3 separate regions of the Mus musculus genome follow, and regions 2 and 3 are each linked to region 1. Evidence: chromatin contacts called from public promoter capture Hi-C data. All regions are on one chromosome and are shown on one strand. The core of a region is the stretch at or near the end of the contact, and the rest is flanking DNA. Distances in the headings are between cores, read along the strand shown.

Region 1 (3,473 bases), core at 644-3,143:
AACATTTGGCTCACATCTCCAACCTATTCTCATATTGCTAATATGTGTAATACAAATTATATAGTTATATTGCATTGGGATGCTTGTGCTTGTTGAGATCTCGCACTGAGAACAAGAGAGGCCCTCTTATCTCAGACTTAAGCATGTTTATGTCAAGTGTCATCTGAGACCCTTTATTTAGACAGGTTAACCCCTGCCTTTTTGACAGCGAGGGAGGAGAACAACAAACAGCAAAGGCTGTTTAAAAGAGCACATCTTTAAGACAGCTAGAAGAGGGATCATTTCCGACAAAGGTTATTATTATTACAATAGTTGACCCCATGCTATAAAACTGCTTGATGGAAATGAGAAACTGGAAAGTGGTCTGTGAAGAAGTTGTTCTGCCCAGGACTGGAACTCCAGCCCATCTCAGTAGGTCTTTCCAGTCATTACACTGGATGTTTTAAGTGCCCAATTTAATGATGTTCCCTTTGTTCTCTTAACTAATTAAGCTATCTTAAGTCTTTTTGGCTAAAGGTTGTAAGTGCCTGGTTTGATAATACTTTGCTGCCTGCCTCTTCTATTTATGTGCTGTATTATGTTGTTTATTGTTTTACATTTGCTTGCAATATACATAAATGCACTCATTTGAAACCTAAAGTACATATGTGATATATCACTGTTCTATGGGATAGGTTGTCATTTAAGAGAGAAATTGGTATACTGGCTTTTTTCAGAGGGAGGGAGGGCAGGAGGGCAGGAGGGATGGAGGGAGAGAGAGACAGAGAGAGATTGATCAAGACATTGATGGTTTTTAAAAATTATTTCTTTATGTGTCTGTGTGTTTTACTGGGAAATGAACTCAGGTCCTCTGCAAGAGCAACAAATGCTCTTAAGCAGTAAGCTTTCTCTCAGGCCTCCATTGATGCTTTTAAATGATAGGTCTGCTATGCACAATTCTATTTTTTGGTTCACGATAAGAGTAGAAAATTAACACATCCTTTATTTGCTGAGTTCATTTGACTTTTGGATCAATGGATTGCTTTTTTAGAATTTGGAGGATAGGATCCAAGTGTATCACACCATGAAAAACTAAGGAGAAGACAAGAGAATTTGCGAAATGAAAATTAGCTTCTGTTGTACATCTTGACAAATTATTTTCAGGCACGTAATTCTCTACTAGGTGCAAGTATATAATCCTTTATATATAAATTTAATAATGTACACTCCCCCCTTTTGTTCAAGTTCTGGTAGGTAATCATTTGGACTAATTGAGATAGTTCAAAATAAAGTAAAAGGAATCCCTTCTTTGTTTTTAAATACTTGGTATAAATTGAAACACATGCATGTACAATAGCTAATTTAAAGTGCCTTTGGTAGTGCATGTCCTGCTAAAAATCCTTCATGAAAACTCTTTCAAAATCAATGTGTATATGATTGCAGGTGATATGTATATCAATGTGTATATGATTGTAAATAAGCTGTAAACTAGCAAAGGCTCCCACCATGGCAGGACCTGTACTAGCTTGCTCAGTCAGGTCTCATGTTTGTTGAGGAAGTGAGGGGTACGATGCTAATCCTGGCAGCAGAGAAATCCTTTGCATATTTGACTGGCACTGGACCCGCCCCCTCCATTTGCGTCACTCAAGCCCCACCCCCGCAGAATTTAATTCCATACGGGGACTGTTTGGGTAGGCACCCAGCCCTTCTTCCTTGATTGGCTTTTATAGTCCTCCATATCCCTCCTTCAACAGCACTTTGCACATCACTGTGGCTACAGCAGAGCGCTGGGGCGCCTGAGGCGGAAGCGGAGGTGATGAATTGTGATCCCATTGTGGGCTAGGCGCAGCGTAGCGTTAGTCATAGCTGTTCCCCCTCAGCCCTCCCTCAACCGGAAGTAAGGCGGCGCGGCTAGCCGGTCAACATGGCTGCGGGCTCTGCGTCCTCCTTGGGCGGCGGTGCCTGGCCAGGCTCAGAGGCTGGGGACTTCTTGGCACGCTATCGGCAGGTGTCCAACAAGCTCAAGAAGCGCTTCTTGAGGAAGCCGAACGTGGCCGAGGCCGGGGAGCAGTTCGCCCAGCTAGCCCGGGAGCTGCGCGCCCAGGAGTGCCTGCCTTATGCTGCCTGGTGCCAGCTGGCTGTGGCGCGCTGCCAGCAGGCGCTCTTCCATGGGCCCGGGGAAGCGCTGGCCCTCACAGAGGCGGCCCGACTTTTCCTGCGGCAGGAGTGCGACGCGCGCCAACGCTTGGGCTGTCCCGCCGCCTACGGGGAGCCTCTGCAGGCGGCCGCCAGCGCCCTCGGCGCCGCTGTGCGCTTGCACCTCGAGCTCGGCCAGCCTGCCGCCGCTGCTGCACTGTGCCTGGAACTAGCTGCTGCCCTTCGCGCAGTGGGCCAGCCGGCCGCTGCTGCCGGTCACTTTCAGCGGGCTGCCCAGCTGCACCTGCCCCTGATGCCACTGGCCGCACTGCAAGCGCTTGGTGATGCTGCCTCCTGCCAGCTGTTGGCGCGCGACTACACAGGCGCCCTGGCGCTATTTACACGCATGCAACGCCTGGCACGGGAGCATGGGGGCCACCCGGTACAGCAACTCGAGCTGCTGCCGCAGCCGCCTTCTGGGCCCCAGCCACCCCTGTCGGGACCCCAGCCGAGACCTGTCTTGGGCTCGACCTTGCCCCTCCCGCAGCCCCCGGACCACGCCCCAGGCTCTGTTGCGCCTTCACCTGGCACACTCGGTGCCTTTGCTGACGTCCTAGTCAGGTGTGAGGTGTCCCGTGTACTGCTGCTGCTGCTCCTGCAACCACCACCTGCCAAGCTGCTGCCCGAGCATGCCCAGACCCTGGAGAAGTACTCCTGGGAGGCTTTCGATGGCCATGGCCAGGATACCAGCGGCCAGCTTCCTGAGGAGCTGTTTCTGTTATTGCAGTCTCTGGTCATGGCTGCCCAAGAAAAGGACACTGAAGGCATCAAGAAGCTGCAGGTGGAGATGTGGCCACTGCTAACCGCTGAGCAGAACCACCTCCTCCACCTCGTTCTGCAGGAAACCATCTCTCCCTCTGGACAGGGTGTCTGATAAGTCACCTTCTTACCAACTTGTTTTATCTTTGGGGACAGGTGATGAAACATGTGATCTAGCTTCTGTTTTTTTTGTCTGTTTTTGTCTTGTTTTTCTTTTCATTTCTATTGCTGCCATGTTAATTTGGCTTTGTGTGCCTAGCAAGTTACTTAAATTAGTGCCCTCCAATTCCATCCATTATTGCCTCGAATGAGAAAACTTCATCCTTAAGGCTGGAGGAGATTCTACGGAGTAATCTTTCTTTATGCATCTGTCAGTTGCTAGATAATGTTGATTCATTTTCCTGGCTGTTCTAGGTATAGTGCCAATAAACTCAGGAGGACAGATGTTCCTTTGGCGTATTGATTTCCTTTTCTTTTGTTCCTGGTGGGGTGTGGCATCACCAAGAAGTATTTAGAAAAGATTAGAAATATTTGTGTCT
Region 2 (3,473 bases), core at 501-3,000, 210 kb after region 1:
TCTTCCCCTCTACATACTCACAGAGCTCACCACAGGATCAGGCCAGCATGGGCCCTTCTGTGCCTTGGTTGGATAATTTTGGGTATGGGCGGAGAGAAGTCTGGCCAGTAAATCAGCTGGTAAATAGTTGGTGATATTTATTGAGAAATGGGATGAAAGATGGAAGCCCTGAAAGAGCAACTCACAGGCTGGCCAGAAGGTGCCCAACTGATAGTGGAGTACAGAGAAGGCTGTAGGATCCTATGGCCAGGTAGGTCAGGGCTGAGGAAGGCCACAAAGGTGCTACAGAGAGCAAAGATGTAGCTCAGAGCCTGGATGAATGGATGGCACTGGCATTCAGGCTTCGAGGCTTGGACCATCAGGTGGCACGTACATGGGCTCAATATGAGCCCAGCTGCGGGCCTGCTCATCTGCCCAGGCGAGCAGCTCAGGAGCACGATGCAGGAAGATCAGAAGCAGGGTGTGCACATCACCTTCTGCTGAATGGGCAGCACTGGGTTCAGCCTGGAAGTAGCGGTGGAAGAGACTGGCCAGGCTGTAGCTTTTGCGGCCTTGAGCCCTGGTGCCGTGGCTGTGAGCACGGTCCAGGCCCCGCAATGCAGGCAGTGTGTCCAGGCAGACAGTGTCTTGGGGCAGATGGGCACCCAGACGTTGTAGCTCCGTGCACAGCAGTGGGAAGTCATAATCGAAGCCATTGTGGGCCACAAGGCAGATGGGGCCCTCCTGGCGGCTTAGGAAGCCCTGCAGTGTCCTTACCACAGCGCCATTGAAACCAGCCTTCCCGCAGTGCATCAGGCTTTCGCTGCTCAAACCAGTAATCTCACTGGCCTTGGCAGTAAAGGGGCGCTCCGGGCACATGCACAGTGTGAGCTTGTCCAGAACACGGGGCAGCACCAAGGAACCAGAATCATCCCGTTCTGGGTTCTCCAGGGAAGAGCGGTGAACAGCAAAAAGGGATATCTCTGCAATCTCAGGATCCATGTTTGGGAGCCCAGTGGCTTCTAGGTCCAGGAATACAAAGGTCTCAGCCCGGGGTGGCTCAGACATGCTGATGTTCTCACAGGAACAATGAGGCCTAGAGCTGCCAGAACAAGTGGCATAAGCCAGAGGGCTAAAGACATGAGAGCAAGGCCCTGCTACCTATAGCCATCTCAGGTCAAAGCTATACTACACAGAACCTCACTTCCTGATGCTCCATCCCATCTCATGAGGCCTTTGGTGCTAGGAGTAGTTTCTGATACATATTCATATCTAGAGACACTTTAAAGAGGACTCATGGGGCCAGGATCAAGTAACCAGAATCTTGTTACTTCTGTCCGTCCTCCCTCCTCCCTTTCCTGGATCTCCAACCCAACCTTCGTTGTTCTATCACCTTATCAAACAGGCACAAAAGAAAGTGCTTAGACTTTAACCCAGGGTCCTCTTCCTTTTGCTGCCAGGCCCAGATCTAGCCCATCAAGGAGGGGAACAGATACAGTCCACAATTGGTGCCTTGGCCCAACCCCTAAGTGGAAATACCTTGGCTAGGAGCCTCAGGCATTATGCCCTGCTTTCTACCTTTGGGTGTCAGGCACCGGAGGAATCTGGCATGGGGACCCTGGGCTTCCCAACCTTTTCTCTGCAAAACAAGTGCTGTCTCAAGCTGGCTTCTACCTGCCTCTAGGCTCGTGGCTTTATCCACCTATCCCCATCACACTGGCTTACCTGGGGCGGGCTTCAGCTGGCTTCCTGGACTGCTGGGCACCTGTCTCTGCACAGGCTGCTCCAGGCAGCCTTTAATCAGAGGACACAGCCCGCCCCCAGCCGCCAGTTGGGCAACCAGGAGACTGGAGGCTGCAGGACCTGTGCGGCCGGCTTGCTTGCCACCCCCTCATGAGCTTGCAGCCACCAGGACACACGCCCTATGTTTACAGACTGAGAAGTAGGCTCTGACTGCACACAGGCTTCCGGTGAGTGATGAGCACCGTCACGAGCCGAAGGAATGTGTCCTCACAGGCAGGAGGAAGTCAGAGTGTGATGGAAGACTGTGGCTTCTGCTAAACCCTACAGCCAAGTCTCATCAGATCTGGCTTGTGGTTGGCAGACCTGGACAAACCAGGTGTAATGCTTAGCCCTATGCCAGGACATATTACTCAGAGGCAACAGGTCCTCTTCTCCAGGTCCTGGTTTCTTCCATCAGTGGGGACCTGGCTGCCCTTCGTGGGGTTGCCATGACCTCAGGAGTGACAGAAGCACCTACTTGTGCTTTGTTTAGCCTTTGAATGGGAAGACATGCTGAGGACAAGGCCTTGGTCTTGCTTCAGTGATCAGGGAGTGTCCTTGGGAACATCTCCAATATGAACATTGCCTGGCTGCAGATTACCACCCTCTGGCCCCATCTTCCAGCCACAAGTAGGGATGGTGACCTCTGCTCTAGGGGTATGACATCCAAATGTTTGACACTCCTGACACCCAATGTGTTCCAAGAATTTATTTAGTAGACTTGTGGAGAAGGCAGGGAGGAAAGGCAGGCAAAGGGAGGCCATGAAGCAATGAGGCCTGACCCACACAGCCCTGTGGATATAGCTGATTCAATTCTTTCAATTTCAGAAATAAAAAGAGGTGTCTGGGAGACCTCTAGGACTCTAAGACAGTAGGTCTTAACCTTCCCAGAGCTGTAACCCTTTAATACAGTTTTTCATGTTGTAGTGACACCCAAGCATAAAATTATTTTTGTTGCTACATTGTAAGTATAATCTTGCTGTTATTAATTGTAATGTAAATATCGAACATGCATGATGTAACTCCCTAAAGGGTAGCGACTGATCCACAGGTTAAAAACCACTGCTCTAAGGTCTTTTCTGTTTCATCTGAGAGACACCAGATGTGACCTGGCTGCCCTTCATGGGGAGATGTGAGATGTGAGTGTGACCAGAGGCTAGAAGGTTATCCATGGCCTCTCTTGAAGATCTCATTCCAGAGATCCAACACTGCAGGTCTAGCCTTCTAAGGATATGGTTGATGCTGTACCTGCCCACTGCAGCCACTCCTGGGCCTTTCCATAGAGCAGTTGGATCAGCTGGACAGTAGGAAACAAGGACCTGCTTGCCCAGCAACCTTTCCCAACAGTGTCTAAGCAAGAAGGGTCTAGCACCCAGCTGTCCAAAAGTACTCAGGGAGCCCGGAGGAGCAAAGGTGCAGTTACAGGAGCAGGGTGGGGCAGGTGGCCACGGGTGTGATAATGGGTCTCACCAAGTTGTGCCTGTTCCGGTGCTTGAAGGGAGGGAGGTGGCTATGACAAGCATACTACTCAAAAAGATACTTGGCCACTGTGGGAATCCCAGAGAGCAGTTTCCTGGATAGCCAGCCGGGCCCTGGTGAAAATTCTCCAGTGGGTGCTAGCACCCTAGAAAACAAAGGAAGAGATAGGTTCCCAAGGACATGCCACAAGAAGCCTCTGTGGAACCCTGAAATGAGATAGGGGGTGAAAGGCA
Region 3 (3,473 bases), core at 722-3,221, 180 kb after region 1:
TCTGCATCGCTCCTGCTTCCTGACCTGCTTGAGTTCCAGTCCTGACTTCCTTTGGTAATAAACAGCAGTATGGAAGTGTAAGCTGAATAAACCCTTTCCTCCCCAACTGCTTCTTGGTCATGATGTTTGTGCAGGAATAGAAACCCTGACTAAGACAGCACCTAATACAGAAGATTCACATATGTTTAAAAGTATTGTTTTAGAGGCTAGAAAGATGTGTCAGCAAGTTAAGATGCTTTCTGACAAGCCTGATGACCTGAGTTTGGTGCCTGGAATATACTTAGTAGAAGAGAACCAACTCACACAAGACCTGTAGCTTAATTCTGCTCTCTGGAATGGAGGCTGGACTTCATGACACACATGTAATAGAATAAACCAGAATGGCGGCTGCCCAGGCTCCTCAGAATGGCCAAAGCCAAAGGGAGAGGCATGGCCAAGGTGGTCTCCATACCAGTTTAATGACCCTAATAGTGTGGGCACAAAGAGCACCGGCCTCCATATCAAATTGTCCTTAAAACACTTTAAGTTCCCCTGATCGCCTCAGGGATGAGTATCTTGGGGGGGGGGCACAGCAAATGAGCAGAGCCTGGAAGGAACCAGACTCCCACAGCTCTAGAGTGCTAGAGCCTAAAGTCAGTGCGCACCCCTTCAGAGGGGCTGAGGGAGGACCCTTCCCACCTCTTCTAGCAGTTCCAGCTTCCCTTGGCTGTGGCCACATACCCCTACCACCAGGCCTTTTCCTTCTGTGTGCCTCTGAACCTCTGTCACTGGACTTGGGGCCACCTGGATGATCAGGGTGATCTCATCTCTCCATCTTTAATGGGACAACATCCTCAGAGATCTGTCTCTTGTGTGTGGCCACATTCACAGACACTGGGAGTCAGGGGGGTGTACATTACTCTGGGACACAGACCTGGGTATGCCTGTCCAACAGCCCCAGTGAGCAGGCATCTTTTCATTGAAACCCACAGCTGAGGGCCCTGAGGGCCCCCCAGCCTGTTCCAGGAAAGGGGCTCCAAAGCTGTGCTTGCCATTGTTCCTCTTCAGTCTCCACTCTTCACTGACAGAAGCATCTTGACCGGGGGGTCCTAGCTTTTCCCCCAAGCCTGGGAAATATGACAGGCTTATCCTAGGATCACAGACTTGCAGAGGGCTCCTTGCCCTTGGCCCCACCTGGTCTCAAGGCCACCTTAAGACAGAAGACCCTGGTCAGCTTTATAAGGAAAGACACAGCTCAGTTCCTAGAAGCCAGGGTTGGGAGGCTTTGGTAGCACCAATAATATGGTTTAGTTTCTTTTTTCTTTATGTTCTACTCTTATTCACACTGACTTTTCTTGGGAGATCTCGGAACTTTCCAGAAAGAAGTGTAGAACTCCAGCCCTTGGGTTTCCATATTGGTTCTACCATATGGATGGTGATCTATGTGGGAAAATGGTAACCCTGATGTCTACCCTGGGGGGCTGGCTTGCTGACCACATGGGGTAACTTGAGGAAAAAGACTGGCTTGTGTTCAGTAGGTCACCACCAGTTCTTTCACTTTCTCTTCTCTCTCCTTCTCTACGTTGTCATCTCCTAGGTCCCCCTTCATGCCCTATGCTTCTTTTCTGATCCTTGCCCTTCCTGCTCACAGGAACTGTCCTTTACTAGGAGACCATGGCCTGGCCACTTGATGCTAGGGAAATAAATGAATGGGTGGGTGGAATTCCCAGTGATCTGATCCATGGGAGGCGCTTCATCAATGATATGGGATCAACAGGGGCCTCTCTTGTTGCTTCAGTACTGCCATACAATGACCACTGCAATCAGACTGCTTCAGAGCAGCCCAGACAGAAAATGGAAGTGTCCCGGGTTCATGGGGAGTGAGACCAGACGCCTAAGTGGGGCGAGAGTGCGCTGAGCCGCCCTCCTGCAGCGCTGCGCATGCTCTGTGTTCCCCTTTTGCGCCCCGTTCCCAGGCTGCCGCTGTCGCCCCCGCCCCAGCCACGCCTGCTCACTCACCCTGCTCCTTAGCAGCAGCAGAGGACCTGGCCAAAGGTCTCTACGCAGGACGAACCTCGTGAACAAAGGTGAGGTCCGACAGCAGTCTGAGAGCTCAGAACCTCTCCAGGACGCCTCCCTGGAGAGCTTCTTGGAGGCAGCATCCTTGGCTTCTGGTTTTGCCTGATGTAGGGGTGGAGAGAGGAAGCCAAAGCTGTATAGCGTACAGGTAGGCAAGCAGGCGGGAGAAGGGAAGTACTAAAGGATCATTGGCCTATCTCAGAAGGTGTGAGCAAAAACCTCAGCCAAGCCAATACTTAGGAGGTAAGGCAGAAGGAAAGGTGGGAAAGCAGGTGAGGGAATGAGTAGAGCTGAGCTGAACAGGACACAGGTGGCCAGAGGATGGAAGGAGAAGCTGTAGTGGCGACATCTGGGGAAGCCCCGGGACAGTGTTGAATGAGCTGAGCAGGAGCTTTCAGGGATCCCGTTTTCTAGTGCCTGGGAAGAGGAGCTGGGCTGAGCTGGGAGCTAGGGAGGCTGCGGAGCAAAGGAACTGAAGCTTTTGTATTTCTCTCCTGATTTTCAGACCAGGGGCTGGCACAAGAGCATTGCACAGCTGATCTGCCCAGGTAATTTTGGTTTTATATCTCTGGGTGGGGGAAGTCTGGGCAAGCTCCAATTATGAGATCATGGCACTGTTACCCAGGGCACCTGGCAAACAGCCCACAGGCACAAGCCGTGAGAGCCCCCAGACTGGGACAGGCCATCAGAATCATGAACCTGTGGCTCTCGGGAATGAAGAGTTGTGCCTTTCCACTGTGTGTGTTGACCAGTGTCCACTGTGCTTCCCCCACTCCAGGGAAGAGCAAAAACCTCAGCCAAGCCAATACTTAGGGGGTAAGGCAGAAGGAAAGGTGGGAAAGCGGGTGAGGAAATGAGTAGAGCTGAGCTGAACGGGGAATTGTGCCTAGTGCTTTCCTGCAGTACTAGTTATGACTAGTTCCATCTAACAAGGGTCTGTCAAGAACCATTATGAACCAGGTTGTTACTACAGACTTGTCTGAGACCTGTCAAAGGAGATGGCAAAAATCATCCCCTCTATGGTTGGAGTTAGTGACTGAGCACAGACCATAAGTCATAAACATTTCAAAATAGTAACTACATGGGTTGAATGAAAGATAGTAAGAGCTGAAAAAAGGAGGCCCAGTTGCAAATTTAGGTGCTGGGACTAGAAAATTTCTATCCAAACTTAAAGGTGATAAAGGAATAAGGCACATGTTTCTGTTTTGAAGGAATATTCTAGGCAGAAGGAATAGCTGGTACAAAGGCCCTGAGGCAAGCATGCTCTGACTCCTGACTGCAGCTGAGGGAGCAACTGGCAAAGGACGGGTCAAATGAGCTGTGTGGGTTAACTCCAAGTAACAGTCTTGGTTAAGACTGTGGGCAGAAAAGGTCAGGATCTGACCCACCTATTCAGAGGATCCCTCAGCAAGCAT

Evidence for each region. Promoter capture Hi-C pulls out the DNA fragments that hold promoters and counts their contacts. Capture Hi-C pulls out chosen DNA fragments and counts their contacts.
Region 2: a contact with region 1 is called in a promoter capture Hi-C map of neural stem cells. The contact joins the promoter of Trex2 here to the promoter of F8a in region 1. A contact is called at or near these places in 6 of 39 promoter capture datasets (3T3-L1-derived adipocytes, embryonic stem cells, hippocampal neurons and 2 more), 9 of 115 datasets of contacts at active chromatin or transcription factors (the SCID.adh cell line, astrocytes, bone marrow-derived dendritic cells and 4 more) and 2 of 9 other capture datasets (adipose tissue and liver).
Region 3: a contact with region 1 is called in a promoter capture Hi-C map of pancreatic islet. The contact joins the promoter of Zfp92 here to the promoter of F8a in region 1. A contact is called at or near these places in 8 of 39 promoter capture datasets (the C10 cell line, the HPC-7 cell line, cranial neural crest and 5 more), 3 of 115 datasets of contacts at active chromatin or transcription factors (embryonic stem cells and forebrain) and 3 of 9 other capture datasets (adipose tissue, liver and pancreatic islet).

What each region holds. Positions count from the first base shown.
Region 1 is chrX:73,226,413-73,229,885 of GRCm38.p6, forward strand. It overlaps F8a (factor 8-associated gene A), which reads left to right and starts at 1,894. Exons shown (of 1, transcript NM_007978.3): 1 at 1,894-3,473. The coding sequence starts at 1,904. The coding sequence ends at 3,049.
Region 2 is chrX:73,433,593-73,437,065 of GRCm38.p6, forward strand. Trex2 (three prime repair exonuclease 2) reads right to left here and starts at 1,751. Exons shown (of 2, transcript NM_011907.4): 1 at 1,705-1,751; 2 at 113-1,081. The coding sequence starts at 1,047. The coding sequence ends at 337.
Region 3 is chrX:73,409,125-73,412,597 of GRCm38.p6, forward strand. It overlaps Zfp92 (zinc finger protein 92), which reads left to right and starts at 1,972. Exons shown (of 6, transcript NM_009566.5): 1 at 1,972-2,066; 2 at 2,564-2,606.